Regions from separate parts of the Triticum aestivum genome. Here region 2 is linked to region 1. The links are chromatin contacts, called in public Hi-C maps. All regions are on one chromosome and are shown on one strand. Each heading gives the region's core, a stretch centred on a gene start, on an enhancer-like site or on the middle of the called end of the contact. The rest is flanking DNA. Distances are from core to core; before and after follow the strand shown. Region 1 holds the start of LOC123185815. Region 2 has its middle 79 kb from the start of LOC123190024.

Evidence for each region. A called contact is a pair of places that touch in the nucleus more often than the background predicts.
Region 2: a Hi-C map of leaf shows a contact between it and region 1, with 6 times the contacts expected there. The contact joins the enhancer-like site here to the promoter of LOC123185815 in region 1. A contact is called at or near these places in 3 of 5 Hi-C or Micro-C datasets (leaf and an unstated tissue).

The regions. Positions count from the first base shown.
Region 1 is chr2A:656,164,264-656,168,586 of IWGSC CS RefSeq v2.1, reverse strand. It overlaps LOC123185815, which reads left to right and starts at 2,454. Exons shown (of 1, transcript XM_044597642.1): 1 at 2,454-3,089. The coding sequence starts at 2,454. The coding sequence ends at 2,854.
Region 2 is chr2A:656,498,030-656,502,352 of IWGSC CS RefSeq v2.1, reverse strand. No RefSeq gene overlaps it. Among protein-coding and RNA genes, the nearest start is that of LOC123190024, 79 kb to the right of the region's middle. Within about 2 kb of position 1,847, at least 1 of the 8 cell types and tissues checked has an H3K27ac peak or open chromatin away from gene starts, as enhancers often do.

The sequences.
Region 1 (4,323 bases), core at 1,205-3,704:
GCCCTCTCCGCAGCGGGCGACAGCGTGGTGCCGCCGGTGGCCCCGCCGTCCCCCATCAAGTCGGAGCCCGAGCCCGAGCCCATCGCGTGCTTCTCCTGGAATGAAGTGGTGCGCGAGTGGGTGTCCGCGCCACCGGTTTGGCTGGGGGCGACGCCGGCGCAGGAGCAGGCCTACCTCGAGATGTGGCGCCAGTGCCGGCTGGCAAAGGAGCGCCGTCAAGGCGAGTACGAGAAGATTATCGAGCGCGACCTCGAGGAGGAGGCGCGCCAGGCCGTGGCTGCACAGGCGGCCGCACAGCCACCCGCCCTGGCACTACCTGCGCCGGCACAGCCCGACATGGCGGCGCTATGGAACACGGCGTTTGCCTGGGCCGGGCCGGCGCCGACGCTCATCGACCTTACGGATCCCGAGGACGACGACAACGACGCCTAGGGCAGCGCGCCGCCTTGTAGTTTAGGCTGTTTTTATTTTTTTTAAATACAAATATGGACGCGTGGACTCTCGCCGGCCTTCGTGACCGGCTTTAATGTTTAATTAATGATGTTTTTCTTTTTTTAAATATGCATGCGTTCATATTTTTTTGGCGCCGTCAAAATGGGTCTCAGGCAGGGCCGGTCCTGTGATTTTGGGGGCCCGGAGCGAGACTAAAATTCGGGGCCCTTAATATAGACATCCTAACAATAAAAAGTGATATACATATATATATATATTACCTTAAAATTTTCTTGTATTATTCCTTGATTCAAAGTCACTTATGAAGGTGGTGATGTTAGTATCTATCTAATAATTTCTTCTCGACGCATAATGTTGCCAAACCATTTAAATTCTCTTTGAGTCACTGTTTCTCTCAATTGCTTAATTTCCTATTATAATGAGCATAATAAAAATATTTTCATCGTGTAGATGGTATTTCATTTTTTTGTCTTCTCTCATAGGCCGTTTCTCAATTAAGATGGCTCTTGCTTTACTATCAAGATTATCCAAATTTCTTGGATCATAAATTGATAAATATCAACAGTATAAACTGGTTGTTCATCAACACTAGCTGACTATGCCTATGCATCAAATGAATTACCTACATTCTCGGAGCCACAAGATGTTGGTGTCGCCATTTTCTTCTTGCTCATCAGATTCTGAGTTCCCATCAGTTGATTGTCCTTTCTCTTTGACAACTATCACCAACTCATCATTTGGATTTATTGAAATAGGGGAAGCACCAGTATTACTTAAAAATTGATGAATATTTATGAGCTGTGATTGTACCAAATCATCCGCAGCTTTCTTCATTTTCCTGTTATCACTACGAAATGGATACTTTCCCAACATGATAAGACACAATACTGGAAAAAAAATGCATCAATTGACTATTGTTGAAGAGCTATTCATCTAGGAGACTAGGAACCGCAATATGAATATAGGACATACCTCGGAAGGTCGGATTGTTGATGGACGAAGAGCACAGCGGAGGTGCGACGGCCGCCCGAGAATTGAAATCGATGGACAATCTGAATTAGCAAAGAAATTATATTTAGGAGAATAGAGGAAAAAAAGAGCACCGTATGCGTAGTCGCGATGACACAAGCGTCGGCGGCCGCTAGAAACTTGAGGATCGCTGCGTGAATACGGCGTGATGTGATAGGATGGAAGGATCAATCAGTTCCTATTTTCTCGACATGCACGTACTAACCTGGAAAGAATCACAAGGGATCAATCAGTCCGTTTTTTCTTCTACGTGCACGTCCTTCCTCGCTGCGTGAGGCCCTCAGGCCAGACGTCCAGCTTAATTTTTTTTTCTTTTATCACGGAAAACATATTGGGCCATAGCCTAGCTGTATACTCTGGGGAGGGCCTCCTCGATTTTGGGGGCCCGGGGCGGCCGCCCCCCCCTGCCCCCCCTCCCCCCTCTCAGGGCGGGCCCTGGTCTCACGCCAGCGTTGGGCACAGGCGCCGAGTCAAATGCGGAAGCTTTGGTCGACCCAAACGGACAAAAAGCGGACGAAATTGTCGTCCGTTTGGGTCGGCCTGTTGGAGTTGCTCTAAGGAAGAAAAGAATAGTTCTTGAATTATTAATGATGACTATATGATTAGTATAACGCAGCATTTTACATGCGGGATTAATTTTCTACAAAATCTAGTACTAAAATTTAGCAGTAACTTCACTGGAGCATTGAATTGGTGCCACAATTGGCATGTCGTACTTAGTACTAGAAGCAAGCAACCAAATTATTTCAGGGAAGAAGATAAGCACCATTAATCAGCACTGCCCCGGGCGCCCGGCCCCTCTCCCGCGCGGGCTCCCCACGTTTACCAAACCGTGACAAAAGTCCGCCATGCCGGAACCACCACGTCCGTGCGCCGTTACGCGTTATAAACCGCCTCCCGCGGCCCAGCCCCACAGAAACCCCCTAAGCCAGCCAAGGCAACCTCCCTCTGCCCGCCCCAGACGGAGACGCACACGCTCACGAGGTCCGTGCGCTCCCTCGATCGCATGGCCGCGCCGGCGACCAGCCTCCGGCGCGCGGAGCTGTGCGCCGCCGCCGTGTCGGCCGCGGACGCGGCGTCGTGGTGGTGCGCGGTGGCGCTCGTCGCGCTCGTGCTGCTGGGCGCGCTCAGCGCGGAGACCGCGGACGGCGACGGGGAAGGCGCCGCGGCGTACTTCCGCGGCCCGCGGCTCGGCGGCGCGGCGGCGCGGCCGTGCGACGAGGTGTACGTGGTCGGGGAAGGCGAGACGCTGCACACCATCAGCGACAAGTGCGGCGACCCGTTCATCGTGGAGAGGAACCCGCACGTGCACGACCCCGACGACGTCTTCCCGGGGCTCGTCCTCGCGCTCCGGCCGACCAAGAACACCTAGGCCTTGGCCGTCTGACATGCTGCTGCTCCGTGCGCGCGCGCCGGGGTGAGCGCGGAGACCTCGAAGAGTTCTGCTGTGCCCCCTGCGCTGCTTCTTTTCCTTGGTTGCTTTGATCCTTTCCTTGTCAACTGCCCATCTTCATCTTGATGAAGTTTCTTATGAGAGGGGAGAAAATGGCAACTTGTATATATTAAGAGGATGTTGAGAGTTTTATATGAGTACAAATTGAGTTGAATGGGCCGGCTCTAGTTCGTTTTACATCCATTGTTTACTTGATTATTACAATCTTTTTTTTCTTTCGGTATATTCTGACTTTTTGGAAAGACGAGGCTCTTCTTTTCGTTTCCCAGAATACTTCCCGTGCATATTAAGTTGTAGTACTAACAAAGATGGCTCAAGCGAATCAACCTGTGGTTGAGTTGGTTAGGTGGATAGTGGTATCCCCAACCCATCAGGGTTCAAATTCTGGTGCTCGCATTATTCCTGAATTTATTTCAGAATTTCCGGTGATGCGCTTTCAGGACGAGGCGCCTACGGTTACTTCGTAAATCTTAAGATGATATGCTGGCTCAGTCTTTCGGAGGTGCTCATAAGGGTAGGGTGTGCGTGTGTACGTTCATAGGGGTGAGTGTATGCGCGTATACGAGCGCTTGTGTCTGTACTGATGCTCAAAAAAAAAAGATGGCTCAACAGGAGACCTACCTACATAGTTTATGTTTGGGAAACTATATGTATACACTTTAGTGGTACATCAAATTAGTATAACCAGTGTAGATGATTGTAAAAGACAATATGATTTCAGTTAAATGAAATCGGTGAGGGAGCTCTCTTATTATATAAAAAAGAATTAGTATAACCAAGCCCTTCGATTCAGGTTGGAGTACACACAAGTGCTTTCTGCATGATCCAAAACGTCTTGTTAGGTTGCTAACTCACGGCAAGAAAACCAAACTCCAAAGCAAGTGGCGCTGCAACTGCAAGTGTAACGTAATAACGTACTCCCTTTTTTTGAAAAAAAATTGTCTCTCAAATAAATGTATCTAGCACAAAATTAATGCTAAATGCATCCATTTGAGAAACAAATTTGAGACAAGTTTTTCCGGACGAAGGGAGTATGTATCAACTAATGCTGAGTACTTGAGTAGAACACAAGTAGCTCGTATCTTTTTTTTCTGAAATGCCAGTAGCTCATATCTGCTGCCCGCGAAACTCGCCACGCGCATCCCCTGACCCTTTTCAACAGGAGCACTAACAGGGTCAATTTTGATGCTCTAGGAGTACCCTATGTGGTGTCTAGCCCTCGTCACATGTCACGTGCTGAACATTCTTTCTGAATTTTGTTTTCTCATTTTTTTCTGTATGCGTTTTCGGTTTTTAGATGGGGTTTTCTACGAGGTTTTTTGGCTTTTTGGTTTTCGCACGATTTTCCCTACGTTTTGGAGATTCTTTTTGCGCGTGATTTTTTTGGA
Region 2 (4,323 bases), core at 598-3,097, 330 kb before region 1:
GCTTTTGCAGCTACTTTCCCAAAACACTGGTTGTTGGATTTTGTTCAAAGCAAAAAAGATAATTCATACATTTAAAAAATCGTCACAAATTTGAAAATATTCAGTGTTTCTTTAAAAATCACATTTTTTAGAAAATATCCCTTAGTTCCAAAATTGCTACAAATTTCTTTTTTAATGTATTTGAAAAAATTACAATGACTTAAAAAACATTATAAAATTTATTAATTATACTTTATTTATTTTTAAATATCAATATAGTTTTAGAAATGTCCATGGATCTTAAAGTATTATAATACTTTAAAATTTTCTATAAATTTTAAAACATCAGATATTTTCAAATGATCATATATTTTAGAAATATTATCCTAAGTAAAAATATCTTGTATTTTAAATATTATTTTTACAAATTTTAACTATGTTATTTTTTAAAATATGTCTGTTATTAGAAAAATGTTTTCAAATTTGTAAATGTCTATAAATGAGAAGATTCTGGAAATTAAAAAAAGGAAAATTTAAAATAAAGTAAAAGGGAAATTAAATTGATTGAGAACAGAAAAAAGAGAATAACATGTCTGGATAATAGAAGAAAACCGTCCAAAATAGTCCTGCTGCTGCTCAACTATCTTACAAGGCGATGCGTATAAGTAAATTCCAGGACCTGCTATGCATCGCGTGCGCGAGCAGCAGCGGATGCTCGCCCACGTGAGCTTCAGGTTGGCTGGCCCAAGTGTTTCCGATCACCACGGGAAAAAATAATTCTATCGCTACGTGCAAGCCCCGAACTAAGCAAGCGAGCGCACGGTATTTTTCCATCCTGTTTTATTTTAATTAAAAACTTATGAATTTGGTAAAAATTTGTAATCTTAGAAAATGTTCGCGAATTGATAAATGCTCATGGCTTTCATGAACTCAATTGAAAAAATGTTCCCTGATTAAAAAACAATCATGAATTTGAAAAATGTTCATGAATTTAAAATATGTTAAGAAAAAAAATGAAAATTCCATGATTTTTTTTCAAAATGGTCAATTTTATAGTATTCATGAATTTAAAAGAAGTTCAAAAAATTGAATAAAAAAATCTTGAATCCAAAAAGTGACCAGAAATTCAAAAAATATTCATGGATTATCACGAATTTGAAAGATAAATTCAAGATTTTTTTCTTCAACAACTAAAAAATGTTCACAAATTTGAAAAAAGTCCAATTGTAATAAAAAAGTTTTCTTGAATTATGACAAATGTTGGTGAATGCATAAATTATTCACAAATTTCAAAAAATATTCAGGAGTTCAAAAAAAGTTCATGAATTCAAGAAATGTTATCAATTTAGTAAAACCGAACCCAAAAAATGGTCATAACTTTAAATTTTGTTCATGAACTAAGAAAAGAAAAAATCAGAAGAAAAAAACGATGACCTGAACAGAAAAAAGAAATAGGAGAAACCTTATGAAACCTTGCCGAAACTAGACAAAAGATTATAGAAGTTTCCACCAGCCTCTATAAGTTACGCAAGCAAAAAACAACCAATGGTTGTGTTTACTCGGCCGCAACCCGCATTGGGTTGCCTTAAACCTGATCATTCCACGGGCTGCGTCGAGTTCGGGACGAGCTTGGCAAAGCCCGAAGAAAAATCCCAAGCTCAAGCCCGGTCTGGCCCGTCCGAAGCACGTCAACAATGGCATTTTTAATTAAATTAATCATATTCAGAATTTTATATTGATTTATTATACATTTATTTAGAATAAAAATATATTTATGTGGACATTTAGAGCTTTTGGGCCGGGCTTTGAGCGAGAAAGTGGAGCCTGAGCTCGGCCCAAATGTCGGGCTTCAGATTTGGGCCTCCGGCGCGGGTTGTCCACGAACAGGTTTAGGTTGCATGTAGGCGATCGCTCGACATCGCTCGTCACGGGCGATCTATATTATTTGTGGTAAATGTCACTCTACTTTGACTACTTGTGGTGGGCAGGGACAATGGCCCACGTGAGCGACGCGGCCTGACTATACTCTCGATAAACGACACATGGCAGAGCATTGCTCAGTCATCCTAGAACTGAAAAAGGTATATTGTTCACATCAAAGAGCAAGAATGTGGAAAAAATTCATAGGAGCTTCTGGGTCTCCATGAAATCTATATGAATACTAATTTAAAAGTACCAGGAGAATTCATAAAAATTGAAATTTTAAGGTATCAAACCTGGTCGATCATTCGACTTACGTGCAAAATTTCGTGAAGAAATGACATCCTTGGCATCTTTAGCAAAGAAAATACTGCCCAGCCTACGGTTCATTCAAACAATTTTTATATGTAATCAAAATGTTTGACCTTTTTTTACTGAGAATACCACATATGTCATTTTTTTATGAAACTTCATACATGAGTAGAATGGTCAATCAGGTTTGATACCCCAAAATTTCTAGTATCTTTTAAATTTAATATTCATATTGGGTTCATGGGCACCCAAGAGCTCCAAATTCTCATTGTTGCAAGAATCTCTACTAATATAGAGGAGTCCATATGAAAAGCGGACGTCTTGCACACGACGATTATTGGTCTTTGCAATCTCGTCGATGATTTCAACGTGGGGGTCTGTAGCGACCTGGCCCGAATGGATCAAGTTTCTGTGCTTAAGTGGCATCCCTGGATCGGTATGCTGACACACACAATACTCGATGATTTATAACAGAGGTAAATCACATGTAATAAGTAACGTAAATACTATTATCTCAATCCAAAATAGCGGAAGTAACAAGGTTGTGGATTCCCATCAACACCAACGGCAAAGTTGAGTGTAGAAATCGTAACCCTAACGAATCACTTACTCGTCGTAAGATAATCCTGCAATATGAGACGTTGCAGCCACAGAGGGTCAGTACATTGAATGTACTGGCAAATTCACACCATAGAGAGAAATGATGAACAATGGCTATCTCTACATGCATATTTGGCTAGTGGAAAAGCTCTATGGTTATAATGTTTTTGCGAAAAGCCAAATTTTCCCTACTGCAAAGGAGTAATTTTTTTTATTTAATTATCATGATGGTTGTTGAATATTGAGAATGGTTGACAGCATTCTCAATCCCAATTAAGTAACATCATTAAACCCAACAAAATTAATTTAAAGTAACATGATGAGATTCACAGGATAATCCAAGTACTAGATACTCAAGTTGTCCATAACCGGGGACACGGCTAACCATGATTAGTTTATACACTCTGCAGAGGTTTGTGCAATTTCCCCCACAAGACTCGATCGCCTCCGTTTGATTTCTCGCACTACATGGTGTTTGAGAAACAGATGACCGAGACATAATCTTTCAGAAGCGCTAGCACCTTACGATCGGGTAGACCGTTACACCTACTTTCCCCTACATCTACTAGTCTACCACTGTAAGAGTTCGCACGACTTAATCAACTATGCTACATCTCATAGTAGCTTGTGGCTGCACACGAAAGTTTCTAGTATGAATAATCTCATAATCCCTTTGAGCCTGGGTGGCGGTCCATAAAAAAACAGGCAATCGCTGGAATACCCAGGTGCCTAAACAGGCAATCGCTGGAACACCCAGGTGCCTTAATCCACCCAGATGTGTGTTAAAGTTGCCACCTTAAGTAAACCATTAATTAACAATCTCAATCTGTCATGAAAACTCTTAAACCCAATCCACGTCTACGAGCATAGCATGACAATATAAGCATAACGTAAAAGTAACTCCCAAGGTTTGAATGCAGGTCAATAGGTTCCTACCTCATGCAATGTTTGAGGGTGAAACTAATGCATAAAAACTGGATATGAAGGGGGATATGATCAAAGTGTGAACTTGCCTGTACTGTTGATGAAGATGATTCGCACACAAAACTCTTGATAGTTCTACTCGTCACACTCTGTAAAATCTATCGTGAGCAAGCAATAGTAACCACACATAAGCAATTACTCAGAAGATCGGGAAGAACGAAGAAGACAGTTCGGAAAACATCAAAACCAAGCAAATAACTCTTGCAACATAAAACAATTTCTAACAGTACCAAAATTATGTGAATTTGGCCTTATCAGAAAGTTTAGGCCAGGAGCTTCGTTTTGCAAAAAGAATCAACTAAATCGGAGTTATAAAACTCAAGTTATAATCAAAAGAAGTTTGAATATAAATCTGAACAAAATTCAAAATTTGAAAATTTCAAAAAGTTGATGTGACAGGTTCACTGGATAGGTGAAAACAAGACGAAGCTATAGGCGCTGGTTTCATCTAATTTGGATAAACAAGTGGAAAATTATATTTGAAAAATCAGGGCCAAGCTGTTTTACGGAAAAAATAGCTACGTCTAG